Regions from separate parts of the Zea mays genome. Here region 1 is linked to region 2. Evidence: chromatin contacts called from public Hi-C data. All regions are on one chromosome and are shown on one strand. Each heading gives the region's core, a stretch centred on a gene start, on an enhancer-like site or on the middle of the called end of the contact. The rest is flanking DNA. Distances are from core to core; before and after follow the strand shown.

What was found. Hi-C and Micro-C count contacts between places; a contact is called where the count stands out from the background.
Region 1: a contact with region 2 is called in a Hi-C map of bundle sheath, with 2.7 times the contacts expected there. The contact joins the promoter of LOC100192803 here to the promoter of LOC100278846 in region 2. A contact is called at or near these places in 3 of 25 Hi-C or Micro-C datasets (bundle sheath, ear and leaf).

What each region holds. Positions count from the first base shown.
Region 1 is chr2:67,485,636-67,491,917 of Zm-B73-REFERENCE-NAM-5.0, reverse strand. LOC100192803 reads right to left here and starts at 2,564. Exons shown (of 1, transcript NM_001137996.1): 1 at 1,296-2,564. The coding sequence starts at 2,339. The coding sequence ends at 1,383.
Region 2 is chr2:67,293,260-67,298,943 of Zm-B73-REFERENCE-NAM-5.0, reverse strand. It overlaps LOC100278846 (Protein AUXIN SIGNALING F-BOX 3), which reads right to left and starts at 1,941. Exons shown (of 5, transcript XM_008671272.3): 1 at 1,332-1,941; 2 at 350-1,230. The coding sequence starts at 801.

The sequences.
Region 1 (6,282 bases), core at 1,315-3,814, 190 kb before region 2:
ATGCATTGCCTTCCTTGATATCCATACCTTTATAGATACTTCTTGTGAAGTATCAAAATATGATTTACAAAAATGCTTAGCCCTGCTCAGATCTTGTGGATAGAGGTTGTCTTTTGCATTAAGGCCTAGCTTAGGGGTTATCCTGAGGAAAGATGGCTTCTACCTGCAAGAATATTTTCATTGAGAGCATGGTGGAATCTTACTGCAAAGCTACCTATAATGCTCTCTTCATCCTAAGGAACACAGAACAATCCTAAGGATGGAAGTATTTAACTCGCGACTTGGGCTAGGAACAGGTGATGCTCCGCCCGGGTCAATTAAGGATTGGATGCGTATGTAGGCCTTCTAGATCAAGGACTATCTTAACTGGCCACATGCCCTGGAAATGAGACAGGGTAAGCTTTGCCTCGGGCAGACTAATACCAGAATAAGATAACACGCAATGGGCGTGGAGAGATGGCGAGAGTAGTGTGTACCCTCCGTGGCAAGAGGCTGAACGGTGGTGTATCTATGCTCACGGTTGGCGTGAACCTGATCTGGTCTTAAGAACCCCGGTGGTGAGTTGACATATGCAAGGGTTACGTGCTACATATGTCGTGTGGTTAGAGATCCTCAGTTGAGTAAATCGATTCGGATCGCCGTTATATCCCTGGAGAGTGGAGACTTGATCACTGACTTGCAACCTAAGTCAGGATGTGAACCTCATGAATAAAAATGATGTTGTATTGATGAGATGGTGAAAGTAGACCATATGCAAACAGAGTCTATTAATATTTAATCTGGCGTTAAAATATTGAAAGTAAGGACTCACTTTAGTAAGCTATTTCTGCAAAAGTATCTAAGTTGATTTTTGCTAAAGCCTCTCCTTGATTCCCAAATCCAGCATACCCTTGAGAGTCTTTTCTTTAGTCGGGTAAGACTTGCTGAGTAATTCCATACTCAGGGTTTTATTCCCCGTTGTTTTTAGGTGAGGAAGCAACCAACTTTTGTTGCTTCTGTTCTAAGGTGGTACCAACTTTTGTTGCTTTTGTTCCTACTTGAATCCACGAAATCAACGACGCTTCCAGGTCCGCGCATAACACTAATTACGTGACGAGCGACTTACTAGACTTCACTATTCTACCCGATCAAATTTTATTCTGGCACTAATTCACTACTACGATTTACACGCATGTCAATGCCCCACATTAACAGCGCAAGTATACTAAACTGACGAGAAATATTAAAATGAAAAGCGAGAGCAATGACAGCTCACCAATAATTTAATCCGTCTTGAAGGCCACGAGCAAAGCTATGAGTTCCAATTCCGCCATTACGTCGAGCACGTGGTGAGCACCACGCGGACTTCACTGCCTTCTCCATTCACATCAAGAATTTTCCGACTACATACTGATTTGTTTCCTTCTACACCTAATCTTCTCGAATTTTTGGCGTGAACACATGCCATGGATGGCGTGGTTGTCGCATGGTTGAGCGTAGTGGACGACAGTGAACATTGAAAGTTGGAGGTGGTAAGGACGCGCAAAACGCGACAAACGACACCGGAGCGCGTCGCGCAGGATATGATGTTGACTAAAATACGACACGGGCGAGCTCCGGAGGTGTGCATCAGATGGCGTCGAAGGAGTAAACAGCGTGACGATGCGACTAGCCGGAGCTGCCAAGTAGACGACATGCCGGATCCACGAGAGTTCCAGCACCATGACAAGGTCAACCTGGCTGGGATCTAAGCAGCAGGCGACGTACGGACAGACGGCGAACTTTGTAGCAGGGAAAGGCGTCGAGCTGGGCAACGGCAGGTGACCTTGGCGAGCGCGGATCGGCGCGATGGGGACAAAGGCTGGGCGCAGCTTCCATGGGCGAGCAGGAAATAGGACATGCGGCGGGGCTCGACGAGACGCTGGTTCTAGGGAGCTTATAGGTGTTGCCGAGCTGGGGCTACTTCTGCTCCCAAGAATCCATGGCCAGAGGAGGGAGAGAGCAGGGAGAAATGCGCTGAGCAGGGAAGCATAGCCGGAGGAGCTCGACAGCAGAGAGCTGAACAGGGGAAGCAAGGTGCGCACAGGAAGCAAGGCGCGCACAGGAAGCTGGGCGGCCGAGCTGGAGACTGGGCGCGACGGAGGGAGGAGCAGAGGTCGGGGCGAGCTCGGAGGGAGCCATGGCGATGGAGAGAAGCGTCGGGAGCCAGCTGAGGGAGAGAGAGAAGGATCTGTGCGCTGGAGAGAGAGCGCGGCAGGGAGAAAGAAGATCCGGGCGTGACAGGGAGGAGCGCCAGGGAGGGAGAAGCGGCAGGGAGCGATGCCCCGCCTGGCCGAGCTGGAGGGAGGACCGGGCACCATGGCTTGAGGAGCAGAGAGAAAAGCAGGGGCACGGTTCAGGTGTGTGTGCGGCTAAAGGCGAGGTCAAAGTCGAGGACACACGGCTCGACGAGGCATAGGGAGGGGTGATGGCGAGCTATAGAGCAGCGAGCAGGGAGGGCGCGGAGGGGCGAGCTCGAACCTCCCTAATGGCCGGCGCTAGAGGAAGATGGGGAGGAGATGGAGAAGATGAAGTGCGTGCACGGGATAAGGTTGGGCGGCGGGATTTTTCTCCTAGAGCCAAAACGGCGCGGCCAGGAGGATAAGAACGCGTGCGCGGTGTCTGAAAAAAATCAGGGCTGAGGGCGGCGTGAGGATATTTTCCCTTTTTTATTTCTTCTCTCTTTTTTTACCGAAAATCGCTGATATTTTTTAATCAAGATTTTTAGCGACACATAATGGGTCAACTATACGGGCTACACACCTTATTCTCCGAATCACGAAACGAAAAATCCGAGGATTAACGATTTTGGTTAAATTTTGTTTAGATAGCTTTTGAGACTATTCTGGGCAACACGTAAACGGACCGGATATCGGATACATTATTTGAGACAACACTGTTTTAGTTGAACTCGGATACAAATTCATCCGCCATCTAAACACAGTTGATTTTAGTATCTTACAGAGTGTGCTGAAGTATAAATTGAATCTTAACCTCGCGCACGATTTCTCTCAGATGATGCGCGATTCAGATTATTTTGCCCTGAACATTTTAGTCGTCGAGTTCAAATTAATTTGCCCGGAATAAAAATCATAAGAGTAGGTCGAGCTTCTGAATTCGTATTCGCGCGAGCGATGAATTTTAAATAGGTGCATAACTCGCAAACTTTCAGAACAATTATGTTCCAAAATTCGCGAAAACTTTAGGAGGTGGCTAAATAGACAGAAACAGATGCGATATTAAAATCGCGATAAATGAAGATGATTAGACCTTAATGTCGAATTTATTTACTGATATCACGTGCTTAAATCCATACTCGTTGTCGAGCGGAATATAAACACCAGGGGTGTTACAGCCCTCCCCCATTAAAAGGATCTCGTCCCGAGATTCGGAACAAAAGACTTCTAAGAGTAGAGAAGCATGTAACCCATGTCCATACTAGCGATAACCATAAGACAATTCCAAGCAAAGGTGAGTGTCTCAGGATGAGGTTTCTCTAGTGGACATAACATATATCGCCTTAAGCTAATTTAGAGATGTCCATCATTAGAGACGATGTCTGCCAAAAGAACACATAAGGTTCCATGTGTGTAGTTTGCTTTTTCTGATGACACTGTACTATCTGATGCTGTTGAGCGAGCGATAAATACACGATCTTACCCAAGCAGAATCAGATGCACCGTCTTGGGTAAAATACACAGAAAGAGGTTTACCAACAAGTGTTCATTGGAATTTCATAGTACATAAGACGAGTGTGGATGTCGAACAACATCACAGTCAACTCGTGTTAGCCAAAAAACCCAAGTTCAAGAAAATGATAGAGACTCGAAATTTCACCAGCGAAAGGATCTGTAAATGCGAACTTTACAACCAGTCCATTTTATCCATCATTAATCATGGCTCGACTTGATCACACACACGTTGGAAAACATACGTGAGGCGATCGAGGCATGACTAGAGCTGTGGTTAAGCTGTTAACAGTTAGCTGAGGATGGCAAAGTACCTCATCCAACAAGGTAAAGTTAAGATGCATATGCTCATAATCTTCACTTGATCTTCAAGGTTTTCTTCAGGATAGGCTGAACTAAAGTCAGTTTAGACAACTCGATAAAATGATCTCTAAACTCAATCTTTGTTCACTGGGCAGTTACAAGTTAGTACAACCAACTTGTTGAATTACTTTTGACATTGAGCAAGTCCTCTCAGTACCATCGGTAAGCCAAGGGTTGAGAGTTCACATTTGCTAGCAAAAGGTCATGCATTTGGGTAGAAATCCATTTGGTCATGTGGTTCATCTGTTTCTTCATGCGAGATGAACTGATTTGGTTCAAGAATACATGGATTAAATAAGAGAGCGAATGAACAAACTCCTGCATCTAAGCAGCAGGGGAAATCCAATCTCCATTTTGAGAGCTAATCAGTTGTCTCTCAACACTAAAAAGTTCCAAGGCTTCACCTTTACACAAAGGACGTAAAGGGAACTTGTATACGTAGTCACTACCAAGATCAAAAGAAAAAGACCACACATGAAAGTGGTATGCCCCTTTTGATCCGACAGATATGATAGATGTTGCTTGATCACTTGACAAACAAAATAGAAATTGTTTCAAGGGATGGTCCACGGAATATAACACATCAGTGTAATTCCATAACGGATCATGACTAGAGACCTTGATACCAGCATGCGCCAAGCAGCATAACCTTGTGTGTACATTCACAAGGGGCTCTCAGTTTCGCGGTGGTACCATAAGTCATTAATCGAGACACCATTATCGAACTGGCACCAATAATGAATCTCACATGGTAAGAACAATTTGTGCAGAGACAACATATCGATATAGTCTCATAATGGATTATGACTACTAACGGTGATACCAGCGTGTGCCAAGTAGCGCAACCATGTGTGTGCACCCACAGGAGGCCCTCAGTTTCATCGTGGTGCCATCGGTTTTAGTCATAACACCATTACCAGACGTAACCAATAAGAAATCTCACGCGTCACAAATAAACTGAGCAAGGGTGACAATATATAAAAGATACTCTGCCTATAAGAATGGTTACAAGTAGAGAGTCAAATTGATCATGGTCCAATGAAATGAACAAGGCATGGCCATAACCTAAATTGGATGGTGAGGCAGTATGATGGGACACTGATACTTCAGCCCCAAGCATATTTTTATGCCCATCATAGAGATTATAAGGTCAAAGATTAGTATCTGATTAGATATAGAAGGAAAACAATCATACAATTAAGTTGGTATGCCTTCGATAAACATGAAGAAACCAAAGGCATCAAACTTCAAGAAAAATGAGTGGACATGTCTTCCTAGGTTAGGTTGATAAAGCAACATGGTGATCCTTAAGAATAGGAAAACTAGATAAGGGACATCAGCTTGTGCCAATCGAACAAGGGCATGGTCTAAGATGGAAATATGACAACTAAAACGTCACAGAGTAAATAGCGAGAACACGGACTCGAGATCCTAGCTATAAGCTCATGCACATCTTGCGTTGGATAAAGAAATTATCCAAACATCCATTTGCATGAGTTTAGTCATGGAGGGATAACGGAAAATTCAAATTTGGGTCTTGGTTCACTAAATAAGAACATGGCCTAGTTTAAGGTTTAGGCAAATAAATCATCAACCTTCTATCGGCACATCAAGTACAAGAGCAAACACATATAACACCTAAACAGATTACCCTGAGGAACGGAGGACAACTATTTCATTGAAGTCCATAATACACCATTACACCACATTATGTACAATCACTAGTTACTGGAATAAAGATGAGAGAAGCATTTTGGATGTATAGGTGACAAACATGATGCAACAATCAGGATGCATGCTCGTCTTATTCGTCCTCACTAATTTTGCCAACATAATGTGGCAATAGCGTTCTATATTGGTGGCATACTTACGACTCACGGTATTTTGCTAGTCGTCAGCTACACATACGTTTTCGAGGTTAGTGTGCCTGCAGAAAATTCCATTGCAGCCTAATTTCCCATGATGCAAGATCCACACATGATAGTTTATCACAGTTTATACTCCATATATTGTTATATGGAGGCCAGCTCATCATTAAGCGCCGAGCCACGCATAGGCGTCGTTGCCACACTTTAACCATAGGGCAATTCATTATGGTAACTCACCTTCTTACCTGAGCGTAGGTGCGTCGTTACAAGTACATTACACTTCTTAGTATACCCATGTCTGTATACCCATACACATCCATGGGGTATTGAATTCCCAGAAAAGT
Region 2 (5,684 bases), core at 692-3,191:
ACAACATTGTTAAGGAAGTAAACTGTGACGCTCTTAAAGAAACAAAATTTTCAAGGCGTGATCATTTGCAATAGCTGCTTAAGGACTAAATAATGACATATCAAAAGGTAATTGCATACAACGTTGCCAAGGAAATAATTTTTGATTAATTTTATTAGAAAAAAAGAGTGAACTTCGATATTCTTGGCAAAGTCATTTGCAATGACTTGCAAAAGCTGCTTAAGGACTAAATAGTGGCATCAGTACGTCCTTAAAAAGGTTACGATGCAGATCAGGAAAGGCAAAATGATGCACTTAACAAAAAAGCCATAGAAAACTCTAATAAGGTACTAGCATTTGGAAAACTCACTTGCAGTGACTCGCAATAGCAGCTAGACCATCGGTGCTAAACCCCTCGCAGCTGATAAGGACAAGGACTTTGAATCTCAGGAATGACCGAGCTAGCAGCTCAAGGTTCTCATCAAACACAACCATCCGCTTCATGCGCAACTCCTCGAGACCAACACAGCTCCTTGCTGCTGCATCAATCCATGGCCCTGCGTAGCCACCCCAATCAGGCGGCACAAGGTTGAAGTCTGCAAAGTGAGGCTTCCCCTTCACCGTGAGGGCCTTTATATTGGGGAACCGCAGCACCACACGCTCAGGGCGCACAGCGTAGCAGTTCCCTACGAACACCGCTCGTCGGCTCAGCCTCTCGACCTCATACCACACCTTGCACACAAGGGAGACCGTGTTCCGGTCGCTGTGCGATGGCAAGAAGCTGAAGATGTGCTCTACCACCTCCTCGGGGAAGTAGGTCATGGCGCCTTCCCCCAAGAGGACCTTGTTACTAGGACCACAGGAACTGGATCTGACCCCTTCCAGCCTCTAGGTATCTAAGATAGACCTAGAAGTCAACAAGAGCAAGAGCACGAATGTGATCCGCTCCTTTCCAGCTTCAGGTTTACTCAACTCAGGACAAGATATCAACAACAACTAGAAGCACGTCATCTCGTGCTAAAAATTTTTGATCAGACACCGAAAAGGATGTAATGACAGTCAAACCGCGGAAAGCAATGTCATTCAGTAAGGTCAACTGGGCAAGGAGACCAAGTGACTTTCAGATCTGCAGGCAACGCTGCTTCAGACAGTAGCAGAATCCGCCATACATGCCCGATTTGGCCATGAGACGCTCCATCTACTCGAAATGAGGCGAAGATAGTGACCACCACCCGATCTCTCCACCGAAACCTGCAGAGAGAGATTGGGTAGCCTTCAGCTCCTGCCAACTGCAGGCAACTGCAAGGAAATGGAAACAGACGCCCGAGGGGGCAAAAAATGCGACAGCCTACCTCGCTCAGATCCGCGCCGCCGGACCGCCAGATCTAACCCATGAACGTCTCGCCTACTCGCGGCCGCCTCCTTCCTTCCCACCAAAACCCCGTTAAAAAAAACTCTCCCTCTGGCGACCGAAAATCACTCGCCGCTGTCGCCGTCGCCGCGCCTCCCGGACCAAGTACCCGTCCTGCCTCTGAAGGCGTTCCCCGAAAGGGGAACAGAGCGGGGGTAAATCCCAGGCAACCGCCAAGCGGGAAGCGCCAGGAGGAGGAGGTAACGCGGCGGGGAAGTCCGGAAGTGGCCGGCAGCGGGGAGGAGGGGCGGACGGTGGAGGGGCAGCAGCCGGAGGAGAGGGAGCTGGAGGAGGGACGGGGAAGGGGATGGGGCGAGAGAGACTAGAGTGAGGATATGCTTCTCTCTCTTTCAGGAACGGGAAAGCAGGAAGCGGCAGGCAGGTGAAGTGAGAAGTGGTGAACCGGCTGAGCCGGTCGGCGGTCTGGTCGGACCGGTGGCGCGGGTCGGGATGCGACCCGGGCGGGCGCATGTGTCCCTATCCACCGCTTCCGGATAAGAAGTGAGGGTGTCAGAAAAAGGGCACAAATTGCTAAGCGCACACACAAGTGGTCCCCATCTGTGCTTGGCGGCTATACACCTCTTATTTCTTTTTTCATCGTAGATTGAGTAATGTCTCGGCTTTTAACTCTTTTAACTCTGATATACCATGTTTTCATCATTTATTTGACATTGTATGTTTATCTTTGTTTTCCCTCCATGATAGAATTGTATTCTATGTGATATATAATTTTTGATAAGTAAACGTATTATATCTTCTACAGCTAGAAATCCAGTTCATCAATAACTTAACAAAAAAAATTAAAAAAAGTTAATTTTTCAATAAAATGTTGTTCGTAGGGTTTTTTATTAGTCGAGTCACAAACTTACGAGATCACTATATATGTAATATTTATTAATAAATGTTGAAGTATCTTGATTGTAATAAACAATAGGTGAAATGTGGTATATAAGAAATTATGTGTCTAAAAATAATAATCTTTTTAAAATGATCAACAAACTGATTCCCGACACGTAAATATTTAAGAAACCAATAGCACACATGGATAGGGCTGGAAACGAGCCGAATCGAGCTCGGCTTGGTGACTGAACGAGCTCGGCTCGGCTCGTCCATTTCACGAGCTGGCGAAAGAGGCTCGGCTCGGCTCGACCTTGGCTCGCGAGCTGGCTCGGCTCGGCTCGCGAGCTGGCTCGGCTCGGCTCGCGAGCCATATTCTGGTACTTATCGTTGCATTATTTGGTGAATTAACATTATATATTCATTATCAAAGACTAAAAAATGATCTATTATCCATAAAATTATCTAATATTCATTATTATTCCATAAATTGATCATTTTTGCAAGGCTCGCGAGCCGGCTCGCGAGCTGGCTCGGTTCGGCTCGCTGAAAAAACGATTTCGAAGAAAAGGCTCGGCTCGGCTCGTTCGAGGCTCGCGAGCCGCTCCGAGCCGAGCCGCACCGAGCTCGAGCCGGCTCGCGAGCCTCGAGCTAATTTTTCAGCCCTACACATGGACCAAGACGAGCTACTGCAGCGCGATGATTGCAAGGCACTGCATGGCACCATGTATAGGAGTACAATCGATCGCCGATCGGTGCCCCCAAGTAATTAAGAGCCCACAGGAAAGCAAAAGCAAGGGTCCTGTCATGTCCTGCGCCTGTGCTCGCGCGGCGTGGTGATCTGCAACTTGCGATGGCACATTGGCACACGCAGGACTAGTACGTACCGCAGTCCGCAGGTGCATACGGAGAATGTACGACCAGTCTACTGCGTGCGTCCATCCATCCGTCCGTCTCTCAGCACAGCAGCAGCATTCAAGCAAGCTGCACCTAAAACATTAATATTAAAAATCGTTAATTAATGATTAGATGGCGGATGGACGGACGGACGGACAGGGCAAATGTGACCTCAGCCTCTGCCAAATCCATCAGTCTTTTTTCCAGCATCAGCTTCCACCAGCACCAGTTTTTTTTTCCCTCTTTTCTTTAGAGCTAGTCTGAGAACCCTAATTCCTAAATAATTTCTATTTTTCTATAGAAAAATAAACTAATTTCTTTTAGAAAAATCAAAATTCTTTAGAAAATTGGGGTTCCTAAACTAATCCTTAACCATCTCGACTGCTCGCTGTGCTGTTTTTCTGAACGAGAGGGTACACATGACCTGGCCGCCATCGCTCACTCGAAATCGACCGTCCATGGGTTTGAATTTCGGATGGCATCCAGTTTTCTCATGGAAAAGGTACACATGACCACCTGTTAGACTTTATTCAGTTATTCCCAGTACATATGTATTGAATGGTATTAGAAAAAATTAAGAATAAGTTTGACTTGTTTGAGATTCAAACTCATCTAATCCTACTCAATACATATAAATTGAGAGCTAATCGAACAAGTTCTTACGTGGCGTGAGTCTGGTCTTTGTTATTAGACGAACAGGTTTCCCCGCTCTATTACACACACAAAAAGATTAAAAAACATCAAAGCGTATATGCACGTCCGCTAAAACTGAGAACTAATGGTTGTTCACATTACAGTTAGGCTAATCACAGTGAGGATTTCATGTCCCTGTTTCTAAAAATGCCACATCAATTTTATGGATGTATGAAACACCCTCTCTCAATAGAGAGTTTCATCTCACTATTTCATATGTCAACATACTTCTTAAATATTGCATATAAATAACCAATAGGATTTACTCAATTATATGAAGGTGAAACAAAACACTCTCAGTGGGGGTTTCACACAGTTTCCAAGACCTTGGAAACAAGTTAAGGCTTTGTTCGGTTATTCCCAACACACATGGATTGGATGGGATTGAAAAAAAATGAGAAGAAGTTTGACTTGTTTGGGATTCAAACCCATGCAATCCCACTCAATCCACATGGATTGAGAGCTAACCGAACAAGCCCTAACATGGTTTCATCTCCATGAAACTCCATGAAACTCTTCCTTCTTAAATGATGTGACATGTCATCAAAATAGCTGATGTGGCAGACTAATTAATACATGAAACATCTCATAAAACCTCCATTGTGATTAGTCTTAGCTACTCTCTCTCTCTCTCTCTCAACGTCAGGCAACTGACTCTCAGAACTTGCGGCGCGGGTCTGTCTCAAAGTTTGGGTGGGTATTCAATCGACCCAAACCTAAGTTGTCTCTCCTGGTACCTTCCGAGCAGGCAGAAGCGTTTGAGCCTCCACTCTCCTCTACTCTCGTTTACACTTGTATGGCTCTCCGACCAAATAAAAAACGGAGCGACATCACTTTATTCTACTTTTCAACCAAAAAAATAGAACAGCTCTGTTCTGCTTTGTCAAAACACAGAATAGAATGACTCCATTCTCGAAAACTAGAACCAAGCCAGTCCATTCCAGTTGACTCTCCAACCAAACAAACCCTTAGGCAGTGTATGGTTTAGAATATAGCGTATCCAACAAAAGAGTCTTCTTCTAATATACTGAGTATTGCCACTCATCAAAAGCTATCGAACCCTTTGGCTTGCGAAACAAAATGGAGTCATTATATCTTCCAAATACGAGACAGAGTCATTTCATTCTCAAAAATTGGAACGAAATATTGTCTAACTAGGCACACATGATTCTCGCTTATCCATCTTGTCCCCAAAAACAAAAAAGAAAACGATCTGTAATCTCAGCGTGAAATACTAGAAGCTTGAACAAACGGTTACTTTTAGTTTTCGTAAATCTTAAAACTCAAAAAGATGAGTTTAAATGAAAAGCTAAAAGAATCTGATTTTGTGGACTTTGAGTAGTTTATAACGAAAAATTGTTAATGATTTTTTTAGCATCGAAAGTCTAACGCCAGTTTTTTAGAAAACACTCCAAAAACTGATGGGCTCGAAAAAAACGATCGCAAATCTCTTAGGGCATGATTGATTTAGCTTTTTCTGAAAAGATTTACTCAGAATCTAGATATCGTAGGGTTTGCATACAGAGAAAGATGAATAGGTCCGTATAATTTAGAGTTTAGGAAGCGATTGATTTTTCACGTCGTGATGACTCGATGGATTATACATTCATGTTGATTTGATCAATTTTTACCTAACTGATTTTCACAGGAACAGTCTGAGAAACGAAGCGTTTAGCGGTCAGAATCCACTTCTGACTCTAACTATAAGAATAGGCCGAAAAGCCACTGTTGTTTCAGGGGTATTTGATTCTAGGGACTAAATATTAGCTCGTGTCATATCAGATATTTGAATGTTTATTACGAGTATTAAATATATTCTAGTTGCAAAATTAATTACATAACTCAAGACTAAACGCCGAGACAAATT